2 separate regions of the Zea mays genome follow, and region 2 is linked to region 1. The links are chromatin contacts, called in public Hi-C maps. All regions are on one chromosome and are shown on one strand. The core of a region is the stretch at or near the end of the contact, and the rest is flanking DNA. Distances in the headings are between cores, read along the strand shown. Region 1 holds the start of LOC100194220 (putative RING/U-box superfamily protein). Region 2 holds the start of LOC100381576.

Evidence for each region. Hi-C and Micro-C count contacts between places; a contact is called where the count stands out from the background.
Region 2: a contact with region 1 is called in a Hi-C map of leaf, with 4 times the contacts expected there. The contact joins the promoter of LOC100381576 here to the promoter of LOC100194220 in region 1. A contact is called at or near these places in 19 of 25 Hi-C or Micro-C datasets (bundle sheath, ear, endosperm and 5 more) and 2 of 3 datasets of contacts at active chromatin or transcription factors (leaf and seedling).

Annotation. Positions count from the first base shown.
Region 1 is chr10:77,737,751-77,744,085 of Zm-B73-REFERENCE-NAM-5.0, reverse strand. It overlaps LOC100194220 (putative RING/U-box superfamily protein), which reads right to left and starts at 3,281. Exons shown (of 2, transcript NM_001139261.1): 1 at 3,158-3,281; 2 at 942-2,677. The coding sequence starts at 2,601. The coding sequence ends at 1,180. LOC103641252 (pentatricopeptide repeat-containing protein, mitochondrial-like) reads left to right here. Exons shown (of 2, transcript XM_008664615.4): 2 at 1-436.
Region 2 is chr10:77,877,674-77,884,008 of Zm-B73-REFERENCE-NAM-5.0, reverse strand. LOC100381576 reads left to right here and starts at 2,770. Exons shown (of 25, transcript NM_001174401.2): 1 at 2,770-2,849; 2 at 2,936-3,115; 3 at 3,201-3,314; 4 at 3,396-3,554; 5 at 4,228-4,405; 6 at 4,478-4,604; 7 at 4,688-4,797; 8 at 4,894-5,032; 9 at 5,118-5,227; 10 at 5,324-5,393; 11 at 5,589-5,662; 12 at 5,736-5,831; 13 at 5,915-6,010; 14 at 6,323-6,335. The coding sequence starts at 2,770.

The sequences.
Region 1 (6,335 bases), core at 2,032-4,531:
CCTATACACAAATCAAATATGCTCAAATCATCCACGCGGAAGGGTAGTGAATGGAATCGGAACCAACACAAAGCAAATTTCACCGATGATGTGAACTTGCCAACCATACCAAATAATTTGCCGTTGAGCTTGACAATTCCCTTTGCTGTTGAGCTTGTTTCTTGAGCAGATACTGTTCAGCTGCGAGGATAAAGGAACCTGGAAATTTCCGTGGAGAAGGCTCCAACTTTTTTTTTTCTACCTCATCAATTAGTTTAACTACATTGGGATTCAGGTTAGAAGTCTACATACTGGTTAAGTGCTCATCCGGGTACAACATCGTGTTTTTTTTCTTTGAACTTCTGTTGCTCTTTTAGAGCTTGTAGTTTGATCTTGTGGACCTTCTACATCTGCTTGCTTTATAAATAATTCTGCACCAAGCTGTTCTTGTTCTCCAGTAGTGAGATGGTTTTCCGTAAGAAAATGTGAACAGCTAGTGGGTCACAAAGAATGCCATCAGCATTATCATGAGGCTGTGTGGTGGGTGCAGTGTTTCTGAATGTTCAGGTTGGCAAATGGCATACGAATGGAAAATGCCCCACTGATTTGATCAACTCCATCTGCCATATAAATCTCTTTTGGGCTGATTATAGGTGTGAGTGCTGCATGAAAGGTTCTGCTGAAATTAGGAGCCCTTTTCTCTTTTTTGAGCCTGACACCGGTTGTGGCAATTTTATGTGCTAATAAATAGCCAGTGGCATAACAAGGCAACATGGTTTTTTTTTTGGTATGGTTACTCTTGTGCTGCTCAGTCACAGCGACATTAGCAATTGGAGCAGAAACAGAGACCCAAGCAGAAGTCAGTATAGTGTTTCTACGCTAGAATAGTTTGCTAACAGGACACGCTTACAATGATGAAGTAATGTAACTATGTTGGAAACTCGGGAATAGCGACATCAGATAAGTTATAATGGCATATCAGAACAGAAACAGAGGCTCAATCAGAAAATATATTCCCAACATGCTGGGACTGGGACTGACATTTCGACTCGTTTTGCCTGGCAAACGAGCGATGGCATGTACTACATTCCTAGTATATTATTAACCATGAGATGTTAATCATGGTGATAACTAACATTTTGATGCATGATCTGTAGCTCTCTTTTTTTCTTACTGAAGGGAGTGCCAACACTCTGCTCCCTACTGCTGTGGCCTCCTCCTTGTCCTTCTTATGGCTGCGGACTCCGAATGCCTCGACCGCCTACTTGGCCCAGGCTCGCCCAGCACAACAGCCGGTGGTGGTTGTTGAGGAGCTGCATGAACAACCTGCTCACCGTTGCCGCCATTGGAGTGTGGCGGCTGGATCGGATCGCTGCCCTCAGGGGCAGCATTGCCCGCGTTCACCACCGCGGAGCGCGACGCGTTGCTACCCTGCCTTCGCTGCCTCCGAGCGCTACCAGCCCGTTGCCGGCCTGCGGGAACCGAGGTCACGATGCCCTGGTTCTGGATCATCTCCCTCAGCACCGCGGCGATCCCTCTGGCGTCCGTCGCCGTCTGCAGCTGCTGCCTCAGGCTGTCCCTCCGGTTCGCTTGCGGCCTGGGCGGCAGGTCGGGGACGGCGGAGGAGCCGGAGTCCCCTTCTTCGTCGCCGCCTCTCCCGTAGATCGGTGTGATGCTCGTTAGCAACACCTCGCCCTTGCAGACGGGGCAGTCGCAGAAGGGCGACTGCGCGTGCAGCCACCGGTACAGGCACGGCCAGCAGAAGAGGTGGCCGCAGGACGTGACCACCGGCTGCTTGGCCCGCTCGAGGCAGATGTTGCACTCGAAGCTGGAGTCGCAGTTGCAGTCACAGGACCCGTCCTTCTCTGCGGCGTCGCTTCCACGCACCTTGTCGCCGCCGCCATCCGGATCTGCTGCTGCTTCGAAAGCGCTTTGTGTGTGTTGCATTGCCATGACCAGGCTACCCGCATCCGTGCTAGCTGCCACTTGAGTGTGGCTCGCTGGTCCTGACCTCACGATGTTGTGCTGCTGGCTGATCCGTATCGCCCTCAGGAACCGGAGCTCCCCTGCTTCACTTGCAGTCGCACCTTGAGTGGACTGCCCAAGTACGCTCGTGCCGACCATCTCCAGTCCACCAGCAGCAGCAGCAGCCGCCGCCACCCGGCTAGGGTGCACAGGCCTTGGTACCGCAAGATCGTCCCCGTCCAGCCCAGTGGCAGCCATCAGAAACTGCGGCCCAGAGACACCATGACCATCCACCGGCGTTGGAGCCGGCGCCGACAGCGCAGGAGCATCGGTGTACTCTTCACCGCTGCCGTCGAGCCAGGAGTACACTAAGGGATCAAACACCGGGTGCTCCTCCGGGTCCGGGGCGAAGAGCGCGTTCGACGGCGAGTAGGCCGCCGCCGCCGCCGCCGCCGGGGCGAGCGGTTCCTCGGGCTCGCGTGTCCTTGGAGCGTCCAGCGCGGCACCGGGACCCGAGTGGGACACCCACGTCGTTCGGGAAGGCGCCGAGGTGTCGAGCCAGAGTCGAGGCGGCGACAGCGGCGGGAGGCCCACGTACAGGTTCAGATCCATGCGCCTCCTGGCCCTGCTGCTCTCCGCCGCCTCCTTCCCCGCCATGCCCGCGTAGTCGCAGTCGCAGCAGCGCGGCGCCCAGTCGCTCTGGCGCCGATTAAATGATTAATACAGTACACACCTGCAGGACCCCACCCATGGACGAGACACCAGTCAAAAACAGGAAGAGCGAGCGAGCCTCCCCCTACTCCGAGAATGGCACAATGCCGGAGGTCAGGATCCAAATGGGGTCCAGCAAAATCGAACCTCCGGCACGAACCTATGGAGACTTCACCGGAATTTGGCGGCGCCGGAGGAGGGCCGAGGTTCTCTCAGGCCCCACCATCAGCGGCGATAGCGGTGGGGAGGAGCGTCCGAAACTGGTTCCAGGAGTGAATCATTTTTATTAAAAAAATAGAGTTTTACCCCTGCTTTTTTTTTCTAAAAAATGCACATTAACTGAAACAAGACTGGGGATACCACTTCAGCGAAAAAGGAAGGATCACAATTCACAAACTAATAATCCTAATGAAGAAACCCTAAATTTCAAACATGTCCCAAAGCTCCACCACTTGCAACCAACGACATGGAAGCGATGGGATTTGAGTTATGTATTCCTTACAGAGTTCAATGCGGTCGGAGACTCGAGAGTGGGCCCGGACTGTCAAGACCACGGCACAGGAGAAAGTGAGGAACCGGGGGGGAGGGGGAGTCAGAGACTGACACTTGGTTTTACTTCTCTTGTGTTTGGTGGTGGTGCCCTGAGGCCCGCTGGTGCCCCCGTTTTATAGCATGGAAATCATTTATTTTTGAATCAAAAAAGATTTGATCGCATTGATTATTAGAAGGTATTTTGGCAGATATTATATTTATACTATCTAGAGATATAATATCTTAGAGATAGAGATACTTCGGTGCTTGTTGTAGCGCGAGCAGGCTTCCTCCTCGTTTCGTCGCCAAAATGAGCGAGCATGAATATAGATCGCTAGAGGGTTTAACTATGGCAAAGTCACCGACTAGATACTCTGTACAGCACGGTAAATTCTGGTTTCGAGTAGATGAGTAGAATCATTAGTCGTGCCCTTAAGCCTCCATTTCTGGTTTCGAGCGACAAACATGTACGTATATACCATCAGTCATACCGAAAAATTCTCCGTTTTTTGTTCTCGACAACAACACGACAATCATAGAAGTAACGTCATTAGTCGTGCCTAAAATCCTTTGTTTTGACTTTCGACGACACAACCCGACAAACATGTACGTAGATGCCATTAGTCATACCGGAAATTCTCCGTTTCTGGTCTCGACAACAACACGACAAACATGTACGTAGATGTCATTAGTTAAACTGGAAAATTCTCCGTTTTTTATCTCGACAACAACACGACAAGGATAGAAGTAACGTCATTAGTCGTGCCTAAAATTCTCTATTTTGAGTTTCGACGACAACACGACAAACATGTACGTAGATGTCATTAGTCATACCGGAAATTCTCCGTTTCTAGTCTCGACAACAACACGACAAACATAGAAGTTACATCATTAGTCGTGTCTAAAGTCCTCTGGTTTGAGTTTCGACAACAACACGACAAACGTGTACGTAGATATCATTAGTCATATCATAAAATTCTCCGTTTCTGGCTTTGACAACAACATGACAAGCATAGAAGTAATGTCATTGGTCGTGCCTAAAATCCTCTGTTTTGAGTTTCGACAACAACACGACAAACATATAAGTAGATATCATTAGTCATACCGGAAAATTCTCGGTTTCTGGTCTCGACAACAACACGACAAACATAGAAGTAACATCATTAGTCGTGCCTAAAGTCCTCTGGTTTGAGTTTCGACAACAACACGACAAACATGTACTTAGATATCATTAGCCATACCGGGAAATTCTCTATTTCTGGTCTCGACAACAACACGACAAGCATATGAGTAACGTCATTATTCGTGCATATAATCCTTCGTTTTGAGTTTCGACAACAACACGACAAACATGTACGTAGATGTCATTAGTCATACTGGAAAATTCTCCGTTTCTGGCTTCGACAACAACATGACAAGCATAGAAGTAACGTCATTAGTCGTGCCTAAATCCTCTGTTTTTAGTTTCGACAACAACACGACAAACATGTACGTAGATGTCATTAGTCATACTCGAAATCATTTGTGTCAAGTCTCGACAACAACACGACAAGCAAGTGTGTGGCATCATTAATCAAACACAAAAACCTTTGGTTTCTACTTTCGACAAGAACATTATAGGAAGGTATGCAACATCATCAGCCGTATCCAAAATCCTCTCTTTTGAGTTATAACAAGTAGGTGTGTAGCATCATTCGTCTTACCCAAATTTCTTTGTTCCTAGTTTCAACAACAACACGACAAGCATATAAGTAACGTCATTAGTCATACCTAAAATTCTTTGTTTTGAGTTTTGACAACAACATGACAAGCAGGTGCACATCATCATTAGTCATACATGAAATCATTTGTGTCAAGTCTCGACAACGACACGACAAGAAAGTGCGTGGTAGCATTAATCATACCCAAAAACCTTTGGTTTCTACTTTCGACAACAACACTATAATAATATGTCCAACATCATTAGTTGTATCCAAAATCCTCTTTCAAGTTATGACAAGAACACGACAAGTAGGTGTGTGGCATCATTCGTCATACCCAAATTCCTCTGTTCTGAGTTTCAACAACAACACGACAAGCATGTACGTAACATCATTAATCATATCTAGAATCATTTGTTTTGAGTTTCAACAACAACACGACAAGCAAGTGTGTAGCATCATTAGTCATATCCAAACGTCAAGTTCACTACTAGCCCCCATGTTATAAGTGCAACACGACAAGCCGAGGCTTTTGTATATCTCTAATGTAGTAACGTCTTGACAAGACAGAGCTTACATGCTAGTTTTCATCCTAATAGCAATGTGATAAGAGGAGGACATACACGTAGCATAAAGTTTTTCAATGATGAGTTCCTATCCTGAGCTCCCCCATTTTTGTACACGACCAACGAGGGTGTATGGGCCTTGTAAAATTGTTTGGTACAACAAGACATCAACGCGCCCCTCTCCAATTCTGACCCCAAGCATTTTGCATCACCCATCATCAGACAAGAATACCACCCATAACCACGTTTATGGTCTCCTCTTTCTTCTTCAAGTACTTCACCCAACCAAAAACAACTCCTAATTTCATTTATTTTTTTCCTTCAATGATGAGGCATGTGCTCCAACTAATTTTATTACTAGTTACCAGCATGCTTATGATCAAATAAGAGGATGTCTAATCTTATTACTTGTTAATGGTGTGTGTTCTAGTTGCATGGAATTAATATGAGTGATAAAGAGTGTGGGAGGGTGGGAGAAAGAAAGTTGGAGAGGGAAAATGAGTGTCCCTAACCATGTCCATTATTGCATCTATGGTTGACTTGACTTTAATTGTGGGTGTCGTGGATATTCTTAGAACCGACAGATGTGTAAAAATAAGGAATCAAACATGTTTCCTTATTTTTTGTCTGATTCAACAACTTTAAACATGATATCAAAGTCTCTGCATACCATCTATAAGGGTGAGAAATGATCATATCATAGAGTGAGTGCAAAAAAACATACTAAAGAAATATGCATTAAAAACAAGTGTGTAGCATAATTGGTCGTATCCAAAATCATTTGTTTCAAATGTTGTCAACAAAATGACAAGTAGGTGCATATCATCATTAGTCGTATCCAAAATCTTATGTTTAGAGTTTGTCGGTGTTTTGGGTCCGACCG
Region 2 (6,335 bases), core at 1,521-4,020, 140 kb before region 1:
CACCAACTATTTTTCTATACCTAAAACATTACGAGATAGCAATTATGAAGTGTTTATGACTCGTTCGAATACTCCCTAAAGCATTCTCAGCTGCTATTTGGCAAAAACTCTCGTGACACAAAAAACTGCACACCATTTTTGGCGGCCGAACCCTGGTCGCCGAAAATAGTAAGTAACTTTTGGAGGTTGTGAGTGGTCGACTGGCCGCAAAAAATAAGGTTATTTTTAGCGGCTAAGTTCTATGGCCGCCCAAAATAACCTTATTTTCGACGGCATGCGTTCCGGCTGCCAAAAATAATGAATTTTAACGTGACACAACACCCTTTCTTCTCTCTTTCCTCTCTTCCCTTCTCACTCCCTCCTCTCTCCTGATGTCGCACCTGCTACCGAAAGGCTCATTTTGGCGGTTTATGGCCACCGAAAATGGCTTCTGTTATTGTAGTGTGAACCAACATGTCGCCGTGGTTTTATTTGGCACGTGTGTGCAAACCAATTGGCCGCTGCTGGCTTTCTTGTGTGTGGTAATGCTGGCACCGAAATAAACTAGGCGTTAGCGTTAGCTTGTGGATGAAACAATAGCTAGTTTGTATCCATACCATGACTATCTGCATGGTCAACAACCAAAGTCTTGTTAGGGCTGCTACGAACATCGATTAGAGAACAAGTATTTTTTATGAGAATCAGATTTAGAAGGTAGCCTCAATGCATTGCTATACCATATATGAATGCCATGTTCTCGTACTTCCTATTTTAGATCAGTCTCAATATACATACATGGTTTTCATGGTAGACACCCATTTCCATGTACAACCTAGAGACTCTAGAACGGTTTTCTAAATCAAAGAGACAGGTAAGAGACTACATAATACAACCCTAAGCCTCTAGACCATAATATAGTAAAGAGACAATAAATATAGAAAGTCATGACGAGACATGCTCTTATCTTGAGTTTTTTCACTTAACTTTCTAGAAACCCCTTAAGAGACACCTCAATTAATGGGGTTGTACATGCCCTAAATTGGCTACTCATCTCTCAACATACTCAAAGATAAAAAAATAATAGAGGTTGAAAACATTAGCTTTAATGATGAAAACATCATGTGTTCAAGCAATCTTCTCAAAGAGTACCAATTGCCAACTAGAGAAAATACATGTGTCGGATACAAATATATCTGCAATATGATGATCTGTACATTAACATAAATAAACACTTTTGTAGCCAAAAAGATATTATTTCACCGTTGAGCCGATGAAATATGGTATGCAGATGCACAAGTTGGGATGAAAATAAATATTTATTCAAACATCATTTTTTGGTATTTTCTCTTTTACTGTGAATAAATAGGATATATAATCTGCTATGCAAATTTATATTTTTATTTTTAACATTGAGCTTATGAAGATTCATAAAAATAAATATCAAATTTATCATATTTTTTTCAAACAATAGATATAAAATTCGGATATAATTTGGATACAATTACATATATTTTTTCATTTTTTGTTGCAAGAGCAAATATCGTATAAATTAATTTATGCAAAAATTTATTCTTATTTATAATAAGTGTGTTTGATAATATAAGAAATGATCTATTTTAAAATATGAAATTTATCTTAACAATTTGGATACCTATTTAATCCATAGCACAACATCTTTCAGCCAAGTATATCTTCTATATATACAATTTTTTCTGGAACAGCAAGCTATAGTATCTAAGAAAGAGAACATATTCTATATCGTGTCATGATCAAACTTAGTACACGCCTGAAAAGCTGGGTAGGTGTGCTGGGTGCGCCTACCACAAACCCGCCTCGTTCAAAAATTGAAACCGGTGATGCGCCAGAAAGCGATGGAGAGAGGGAGGAAAACCGGGCAAGAGAAAGGAGTTATTTTAATGGGTACGAGGAAGGGTGACGTGGCAGCAGGGAAAACTTACAGTATCCGGCTCCCAAAATGACCGTTCTACCCCTCACCGTCCCCACGATCATCGTGGGCCCCGCAGCCACCCCCAGATGCTCCGCTTCCCATGCGCCGAATGACGGAAACAACCCTCCCTGGCTGGCAAGCGACCGCGCGACCGCCGCTTTCCCGCTTCTGCCCTCCCCGAGAAAAATCACGAGGTTGCCCTTGGAGACCTGATGCGACAGTGGTAGACGCGTAAATATAGTGGCTGCTAGGAGGGCGTCACCGTAATTGCTCGGGTTGTCTGGGTTGCTATATATGCAGAGACTGCTCGAGGGGGCTATAAAACGCGGTCCGAAAAACCCCGAAACGGGTGAGGAGAAAACAGAGAGCGAGAGAAGTTCTCGGAGAGAGAAACTAAGCGAGCGAGATAAAAGAAGCGAAACGCGGGCAGCTGTTGCTGAGGCGTGGAGACGGAGGCGGCGGCGCGGCCGAACCCTAGCCGACGGCGGCGCGTTTGAGGCGGGACCCTCTGCAGGCGACGCCTGGCGGCCGGATTCGAGCTGCCGGCGTCGGCAGCTTCAGATCGGCGGTCGCGCCGACGGAATCGGCGGGGATCCCGGCGGGATGGGCGCGGCGAGGCCCGTGCTCTGGTCGTGAGTTTGCTTGGTTCGTGGGTTCTGGCTCTGGGCTCCCGAGCAAGGTTTTGAGCTCGGTGTAGCCGCTTGCTTGCTGAGTTGCTGCTGTCGCTTTTTGGGCGGTTTGAAGCGGGTTTTTGCGGGGGGTTTGGGAGGGATCTGCCGGGAAGGCCCGAGGTTTAGGCCGGTTTTTGAGAGCTGGAGGCTCCGGCCGGGATCGGGGGAGCCATGTCGTCTCTTAGCAGGGAGCTGGTTTTCCTCATCCTGCAGTTCCTCGACGAGGAGAAGTTCAAAGAGACGGTCCACAAGTGAGTGCAGGCCATGACCATGAATGGCTTTTTTTCGAGGCCTTGCTTTGCTGGATTTCTGATCCCTTTTGCGGTTGCCTCTGCAGGTTGGAGCAGGAGTCGGGCTTCTACTTCAACATGAAGCACTTCGAGGACCTCGTGCAGGGCGGCGAGTGGGACGAGGTGGAGAAGTACCTCAGCGGCTTCACCAAGGTGGAGGACAACCGCTACTCCATGAAGATCTTCTTTGAGATCCGCAAGCAAAAGTACCTCGAGGCCCTTGATAGGTGACTGACCCATCGCTAAGCTACTCTTGGTCCCTTGTCGTTGTCAAGGTTGTTTTTTTTGCTGAATTTGCTGTCGGTGTCACAGGCATGACAGAGCCAAGGCTGTGGAGATTCTCGTGAAGGATCTTAAGGTATTCGCCTCCTTCAATGAGGAGCTGTTCAAGGAGATAACGCAGCTGCTGACCTTGGAGAATTTCAGGTTCGGTAACTTTCTGTTCAGAAGAAAAATGTTTAGTGCATTGGGCCGGGGCGGATGTGATTGTGTATTAATGATCAACAGGCAAAATGAGCAGCTGTCCAAGTATGGGGACACAAAGTCAGCCCGGAATATCATGCTTTTGGAGCTCAAAAAGCTCATTGAAGCAAACCCTCTGTTCCGGGACAAGCTGAATTTCCCACCATTCAAAGCTTCCAGACTTCGCACATTGATCAATCAAAGGTGTTGATTGTTTGATTTTGATATGTTTAGTCACACATATAGACTTCCTTAAAATATCAGGTTACGATTTGTGAATATAAATTCTATGATGTTCTTTGGTCTAAATTTAATTAGATTGTATGGTAGCATTTAATTTTCTATGTGCACAATTGGTATAAATCAAATAGTTCAATTATGTAACTGCTACTTGTGTAGGTTTACTATTTTTTAAATCTTCTTTCTGGTTATTCTGGTGCCAAATAATGTCTTTCTTTGAGTTCCCTTAGTAATTATGATGGATAAGGTGTCAGTTAAATGTAGTCAATGCTTCCTTTGTTCTTTTGTCTTGTTGAAGTTTTATTGCTTCTGGTTGTTCATCACTACAGAATCTTCTTGATATGGTTCTTCCTTTTCGGATTGTTTCATGTGATTTGCACATCTCTACCTGTTTATCCCAAGTAACCAGCTTTTATCGACAATGTGCAAAGAAATGGTCTCTTTATAGTGGCCCTAGCTTTAGATGCTTATGCTATAGCAGATACCATCCCTTTTCTTATTGTAAGGTCATGTCCATAAATGCCACAATTGGGATTTCTCTACTTGTTATGCCTACAAATCTAACAATGCTTTCAGAAGCACATTTCGTGCATGTAAAAGATGAGGCTAACTGGGTTTTCTTTCTAATGCCTTTCAGTCTGAACTGGCAACATCAGCTTTGCAAGAACCCCAGACCAAACCCTGACATCAAGACACTCTTCACTGATCACTCTTGTGCTGCTCCTACCAATGGAGCAAGAGCACCTCCACCTGCCAATGGTCCACTTGGATCCATCCCTAAGTCAGCTGGATTTCCACCAATGGGTGCTCATGCTGTAAGTATTGTCACAATTAGGCCATTTAACTTATCCTGACTATCGATTGCTTATATGGCATCGATCTTGCAGCCATTTCAACCTGTGGTGTCGCCATCTCCAAACGCAATTGCAGGTTGGATGACAAATGCCAACCCCTCTTTGCCTCATGCTGCTGTTGCACAAGGGCCACCTGGTCTCGTTCAGGCTCCAAACACAGGTATGTTGAAAGTAATTCTGATAAATGGTGGTTGTTGCTGGTTGCAGTGTTTGGTCCTTTCTGAACTGGCTGTTTGCTCTCAGCGGCATTTCTAAAGCATCCTAGAACCCCTACAAGTGCACCTGGTATTGATTACCAATCTGCAGATTCAGAACATCTCATGAAAAGAATGCGGGTTGGACAACCAGATGAGGTATTAGACGAACTCAAGACTGATTTGTGTTTGACCTCATTTTTTTTCTGTAATTTACATAATCAAACAAGCTATGATTCATTGAAACTATGACAGGTATCTTTCTCTGGTGCAAGCCATCCTGCCAATATGTACACACAAGAAGACCTTCCCAAACAAGTTTCTCGTACCCTTAATCAGGGTTCTAATGTTATGAGCCTGGATTTCCACCCCGTTCAACAAACCATTCTTTTAGGTACTCGCTGCAAACATGTCCCTTGATTATTGAACTGTTACTTTGGTAACTGTCCATTATATTTACAGTTTCCTGACCTAAACAGTTGGAACAAATGTTGGTGACATTGCGGTGTGGGAAGTTGGTTCACGGGAAAGGATAGCTCACAAGACTTTCAAAGTTTGGGATATTGGTTCCTGTACCTTGCCTTTGCAGGTGACTACTTCAGTTATTGTGTATGAGCTTTGTGCAGCTGGAAGCAGCTTGGTGCCTTGAATGGTAGTTTTTTATCGACAATTTGTTGTTCTGCAGGCTTCGCTGATGAAAGATGCTGCAGTATCTGTCAATAGATGTCTGTGGAGCCCTGATGGAACTATTCTAGGTATGGTAGTGTTTCTTTCAATGCTATTATTTGCATTTGGTTGTGCTCTTGTTAAAATAAGACGCTATCCATTATGGTATACTTGGGAGTGTTCTATTTTTTAATCTCGATATTGATGTTGTTTCATAATTGTGGTGTTCTATTTTGTTTGGATCTTAAATGGAGATATTTAATTCCACCAGCTGCTTTTTCCAGGTGTTGCTTTCTCGAAGCATATTGTTCAGACATATACTTTTGTACCTAATGGAGATTTACGGCAGCAAGCAGAGGTGTGTGCACATATATTCTAATACTGATTGTAAATACTAACTGCTTTAAGGTCCCTAACTCTTGGAATTACAGATTGACGCACACATCGGTGGGGTTAATGATATAGCCTTCTCTCACCCTAATAAAACTCTATCTATCATCACATGTGGTGATGATAAACTCATCAAGGTGAGGATATTGTGTGGTCTCTTGTTTTTTCTCTCAAAACAAACAAGAACACCTGGAATATATCCGGACTCTTGATTTGGCAGGTGTGGGATGCTCAAACAGGACAGAAGCAGTACACATTTGAAGGACATGAAGCTCCTGTGTATTCTGTATGCCCTCACTACAAGGAGTCCATTCAGGTACCCTTGGCATGACTTCAACGCTGATTTTCTTGAAACTCATCTATTTATTTTGCACTGGCATTATGTTGCAGACCTTTTGTGTTAGTATTCTGGCAATGTTCCGACTGATGCTATTTTTTGAGAAAGACCTTTGTGTTCCCTTTTAGCATCCAACTATGTCATGTCTATTGCTGTAATGGTCCCATTTAGTATTAACACCATGTTTATTGCTATAATGTTTGATACGTAAAGGTTCTGATATGTTTTGTTTTGTCCTTACTATTTGTCATTTGTCATATATTTCTTAACTTTAGCTGTCTTGTACTGTAGTTTATCTTCTCTA